Regions from separate parts of the Sus scrofa genome. Here region 1 is linked to region 2. Evidence: chromatin contacts called from public Hi-C data. All regions are on one chromosome and are shown on one strand. Each heading gives the region's core, a stretch centred on a gene start, on an enhancer-like site or on the middle of the called end of the contact. The rest is flanking DNA. Distances are from core to core; before and after follow the strand shown. Region 1 overlaps AKAP2 (A kinase (PRKA) anchor protein 2). Region 2 has its middle 73 kb from the start of AKAP2.

Evidence for each region. Hi-C and Micro-C count contacts between places; a contact is called where the count stands out from the background.
Region 1: a contact with region 2 is called in a Hi-C map of skeletal muscle, with 3 times the contacts expected there. The contact joins two enhancer-like sites. A contact is called at or near these places in 1 of 47 Hi-C or Micro-C datasets (skeletal muscle) and 1 of 2 datasets of contacts at active chromatin or transcription factors (skeletal muscle).

What each region holds. Positions count from the first base shown.
Region 1 is chr1:251,128,598-251,131,436 of Sscrofa11.1, reverse strand. All of the region lies in intron 1 of AKAP2 (A kinase (PRKA) anchor protein 2), which reads right to left. Among named protein-coding and RNA genes, the nearest start is that of AKAP2, 62 kb to the right of the region's middle. Within about 2 kb of position 1,271, at least 6 of the 83 cell types and tissues checked have an H3K27ac peak or open chromatin away from gene starts, as enhancers often do. A contact at or near this core is called in skeletal muscle, where this site is marked.
Region 2 is chr1:250,993,155-250,996,012 of Sscrofa11.1, reverse strand. It overlaps a transcript of AKAP2 not described here. Among named protein-coding and RNA genes, the nearest start is that of AKAP2, 73 kb to the left of the region's middle. Within about 2 kb of position 1,287, at least 29 of the 83 cell types and tissues checked have an H3K27ac peak or open chromatin away from gene starts, as enhancers often do. A contact at or near this core is called in skeletal muscle, where this site is marked.

The DNA.
Region 1 (2,839 bases), core at 22-2,521, 140 kb before region 2:
AGCACAGCTGCAGGCAGGACATGCATGGATACTGTCAACCAACAAAGCCACTTTGCAAAGACAGAAGCTGCAGCATCTTGAAGCTGACAGTGCATGTGTACTTGTCAAGATGGGGAAAGTAGGCGGGGGCCCAGAGACCTGAGGTTCAAGATCGTATGATCATAACCTTATATTGAGTGTTTATGATATGCCAAGAATTCAACTAAGCAATGTGAAGGCACAATCACACTTATGCCTCAAAACCCACCCAGGAAGTTCTTGTTGTGGCTCAGTGGGTTAAGAACCCAACTAGTATCCATGAGAATGTGGGTTCATTCCCTGGCCTCACTCAGTGGGTTAAGGACCCTGAGTTGCCACAAGCTATGATGTAGTTGCAGATATGACTCAGCTCTGGTGTTGCTGCAGCTGTGGCTGTAGGCCGGCAACTGCAGCTCCAATCTGACCCCTAGTCTGGAAATTTCCATATGCCGCAGGTGCAGCTCTAAAAAGAAAAAAAAAAACAAAATTCACCCAGGAGGCCAGGGCTCTTGAAAGCTCCATGGTATGACTCAGGAAACTGAGACTCAGAGATGTTTAAATGACCTGCCCCAAGACATCCAGTAATGAGTGGTGAAGCTGCCCATCTCAGGGCCTTTTACTACCATGTTGCCTCTTGCAGATATGGCAGCAGAAGCTGGAACAGTCTGACTAACAAGATTAGCCCCAAGAGTCTTTGTCTGCCTTATCACATACTCTAAATGGATCTTCAAACTCTTCCCTTGAGCTGTTCCTGTGTACCGGTTTTCTTTACAGGCAACAGAACTGATACGGGTGATAATTGTCCCAATGATGAATGGACATTACAATGTCTAGGCATTTCATTCTGCCTTTTACCTACATTATCTCAACAGATCCACGTAGCAATACCTTGAAGGAGGGTATGATCCCTATTTTGCCGATGGAGGTTCAGAGCTTAAATAACTTGCCCAAGGACACAAAGCGAGTGAGCCACAGAGTGGAGATAGAAGCCCTGGCTTGTCCGCCTCTCCTAAACCCACTCTAAAGAAGCAAATATTGACATGCTTTTTGTTTTCCCAAGTCACAGGATGAGGATGTAGCTCAGCTCGTTAAATCTCAAGCTTCACATTGGGTTCTTAGGTATGTCTCAGATGTCATCTTAAAAACTGTGCCTACCATCTGGTTCTACTTCAGACGCCTGGATGTCTCCTCTCAAGGCCCAAGGTGAGTGCCTTTCTCTTCAGCTGAGTGGTTGGAATTTTCTAGATAATGTCTGGCCACTCCCAAGAAGGTCTGTTTGTCTGGCACACAGTTTGGACCACAATAGCAGGGATCTGAGAACAGCCGGCCCATTCCGGATGTGGACCCCTCCCCAAGCAAGCGGGCGGAAGGTGGAGATCCAAGGACAGGAAATAACAGGGGCTGGGCTTTGTGGGGGGCGGGTACCAATGCTGCAGAAACACAATTAACAAACATCACAAGCTGTGTGTGCGACGCTGGAAGGCTGTTGGAACAAAAAAGTTGCCTGGAGCCAAGATGTTGCTTTGTTGTACTCTACAAACACTCAGCCTCCCATTTTCCCCCTTAGTTTTGCTGAGCACATCTTATGCAAAGTGCAAAAACGTAACGCCAAGCCACGCTCCCTGCGCTGGTGTGATTTCATGCGGAACCTCAGAATCAGTGCAGATGGTTAAAACTCCTGTGGCTCGGAGTTCCCATTGTGGCTCAGCGGATTAAGAACCTGACTAGTCTCTGTGAGGATGCGGGTTCGATCCCTGGCCTCGCTCAGTGGATGAAGGATCTGGCATTGCCACAAGCTGCAGCATAGGTCACAGATGTGGCTCAGATCCCACCTGGCTGTGGCTGTAGCGTAGGCCAGCAGCTGCAGTTCCACTTTGACCCCTAGCCTGGGAGCTTCCATAGGCCACATGTGCAGCCTTAAAAAAAAAAAGCAAAACTCCTGTATCTCATCTTGGCAGGGCACATGGCCATTAAGGGGATGGGAAAGGGAGAGGGTACAGGGCTCTGCCTGCAAAAACTGCAGTGGTTCCAGGGCATCTGTTAGCTCCCCACCAATGTCACTGTGCAATGCCAAATGCCTAAGTGAGCTTGTTTTTCTTTCAGCAACGTGATAGAGCCTGTTATGAAAAGTGTTCTTTAAAAGCACTTGATTTCACTCTCCAGTTCGTGTTTAACAAATCATGTTTTAGGCTAATTAATTTCAGAGTTGGGATATCAATACAAAAGAATTTCCTGAGAGAATACAAGATGTTTAAAACATTGAGCCCAATTAGAGTCACATATCCAGCTCGCCTTCCTCTTTACAAGCCTGGCTCCATCATGGCAAAATTTAAGCATTCAGGAACATAAATGCACCACAACAACCACTTCTGGGATCAGAGCCCCTAGAGGCAAAGAAAGTCAGGCGTATGATGCAGAAAGATGCCCCCAGTTTACCTGAACCCTGGCCACACCAGGGAAAGTTCAAGATCAAAGATGCCACTGTGGGAGTTCCCTGGTGGCCTAGTGGGTTAAGAACCTGGTGTGGCCACTGCTGTAACTCAAATGGCTCCCTGGCCTGGGAACTTCCATGTGCTATGGGTGTGCCCCCCCCCCCAAAAAAAAGTGTCGGGGGGTGCCACTGTGGTTTGCTCTGGCTCTTCCTTCCCCCACCAAACCTTGATACAATCAGGCTTACAATAAATGTCACTTGGACTATTTTCTAATAGAAACTCATGTATCTGGAATTCACACACTGCTACCCTTTTCAAACCTGACCTCTTTCCAAAGTCTATCCCCTCACTGGTCCCTCCACTCTGGCCCTTCCCTCCTTCCCTCCCTC
Region 2 (2,858 bases), core at 38-2,537:
AAAGATGCTGGAAGATTAGGACGGTGGAGGCGGCGGTGGGGGGAGGTTAGGCAAGAGCAGGCTCGGGGTCCCAGGCATGAGAAAGCAGAAGCTGTGGAGGGAGCCACAAACTGTCCACTTTGGCCCAGACCACAGGGGTGGAGCTGCCCAGCCTTTGCACATGCTGGCCCTACTGCCTGGAATGTTCTTGGCATGGCTACCCTTCCAGTTTTTCAGGTGTTAGCTGAGAGGTCCCATCTAGACAGAACTTTTCTGGGAGAAGGGTGTGTGTGTGTGTGTACATGTGTACACATGTATGTTAGACCTGTGCACATAGTGTGGTCTGTGTACATGTGTGTGGTGTGTGTAGGGGTTGCAGGGAAGAACTGACGGCTCACAGGGCCTTGCAGTCTGCAACCCCACCACTGCTCAGCTGCTTTTATGTCACTATTTTCTCTTAGCCCCTCATTCCCTAAGGGTCCTTCTGGCTGTGTCCAGCTCCAGAGTTTTGTAGCCAGGACAGGAATTGGGTTGAAGGTCACTCCCTGAAAATCTGGGCCTCCTGTTCTGTCATGAGGAAATCCTGAGATTCTTTTTTTTTTAAGGGCCATTCCCACAGCATACGGAGTTTCAACAGGCTAGGGGTCTAATCAGAGCTACAGATGCCAGCCTACACCACAGCCACAGCCACACAGGATCTGAGCCACAGCTGCGACCTACACCACAGCTCATAGCAGTGACCCCCTGAATGAGGCCAGGGATCAAACCCAAAACCTCACGGTTCCTAGTCAGATTTGTTTCCATTGCACCACAACCGGAACTCTGAAATCCTGAGATTCTCCACGTGAAGACAGAAGGCCGGCCACAGAGAGCCTTTCCTTCTGGGTGTTTGAAAGTGAAACGCAGCTGCCCAGGCAGCCCCAGAATATCACATCTGCATACCCGGCGGGGAGGGCCCTCCCCAGTGCCTCGGCACCAGCCCCGAGTGGCTTCACGTGAAGCCCCCAGATTTGGGGGGGTGGGAGTGGAGCTAGGTGTGAGGGGTAGATGCTGAAGGCCAGATGCAGGATTGGAGGCTCCTCTTTCAGACACCTGTGTTGCCCACTCCAGCCAGGGCACCATCACACCTGCCAGGCTGGCAGAAAGACAAACATCTGTCTTGGCAGGGTCCTGCCCATTTCCTGTTTGCTGATCTGGCTAGAAATCCCCAGAGAAAATCTTTTCCTCAGAGGTTCAGTCCCTTTGGCTCTGCTGAGCCTATAAACAGGAAGTGGACTGAGCTGCTTAGACAGGAGATAGCGTAAGGATCAAAATAGCCACTGTTGATCTTTGTTTTCTCCCGAGAGTCCAGTTTCAGTTTCCATTTAGTGGAAGTCCAGAGGGAGGTTTCCCAGTCAATCCAGGCCCCTGGCCCTGAGGGCACCCAAAGCTGCAGCACAGACCACACCCCTAGGACTACGATTCTCTGAGCACACACAGGAGTCCCTCTCCCCTTGGGAGCTGTGCTCAAACCAGTCCTGGAGTTCAAATCATGGCTCAGCACTAACGAACCTGACTAGTACCCATGAGGATGTGGGGTCAATCCTTGGCCTCATTCAGTGGGTTAAGGATCCCGCATTGCCGTGAGCTGTGGTGTAGGTCGCAGATGCAGCTCAGATCCTGCACTGCTGTGGCTGTCCTATAGGCTGGCAGCTGCAGCTCCAATTTGATCCCTAGCCGGGGAACTTCCATATGCTGCGGGTGCGGCCCTAAGAAGCCAAATAAATAAAAAGAAAAAGGCGATCCAGAATTCGAGACCCCAGAGCTTCAGTCCTAACTCCTTCCGCATTGACTCATTCATTCATTCATTCAATAAATATCTACGGGTCCTCTTTGGGTATCAAACATAGTGCTGAACCACTGCAGCGAAAAGGGCGAAGTCCCCGCTTTCAGAAAACTCATCATCTAGGGCTGGAGATGAGACCCACATGTCCATACGCCCACTGCCTGCTAGGGAAAGAGGCCCACGTGACCACAAAACACCTCAAACCCACAGATTTAAACACAACCGTGTCAGCTTTCCCTGGGACCTCATTCTCAGCTTTCTGGTCTTGCCAGAACTTCCTTAAGCACGTCCCTGTGGGGGTTTTAAGACATGTCTGCAAATCCTTTGTCATTTTTCCCTTCAAGACACAGAGCCTAACTGCCTCTTCTGCATATCGACTAGCTCACTTTTTTTTTTTTTTTTTTTCCTCTCATTTGGCCGCATATGGAGCTCCTGGGCCAAGGATCAGATCCCAGCTGCAGTTGCAACTTATGCTGCAGCTGCAGTAACACCGGATTTTTAAGCCACTGTGCCAGGCCAGGGATCCTACCTGTGTCCTGGCCATGCAGAGATGCCGCCAATCCCTTTTCACCACAATGCAAACCCCTCTATCATATTTTAATGTTGAGACATTCAGTCATTTGGCGCAATCACTCAAAACAGATCTTGGTCACCTGCACCTGTCACAGATCAGTGATGACCACGTGTTCCTTTATCTGATGTGAGATGTGCCTATTCCTTCCCCGGATCTCTTGTTCAACAACAAACAACAATCACTGAATCGGCAGGCACTTTGCTAGGCTCTTTCCTGTACGGGATCTCATTTCCCTTTCAGGTCTCCAGAGAAGAGAAACTTTTTAGAAGACACAGAAGCAAGAGGCTCACAATCAAATGATGTGCATGGGAGCTCCCTGGCCGGTAAGCAGCAGAATTGGGATTGCATCCTGTGTTTTAAATCGAAGACCAGTGCAGCCCTCAGGGACACAGTTTCTTTTTGTTCAAAAGTACATACTGGGTCACTTATTTTTTTCATTTCTGTTTTGTGGACCCTTTAAGATCTAATCCCTTAGCAACT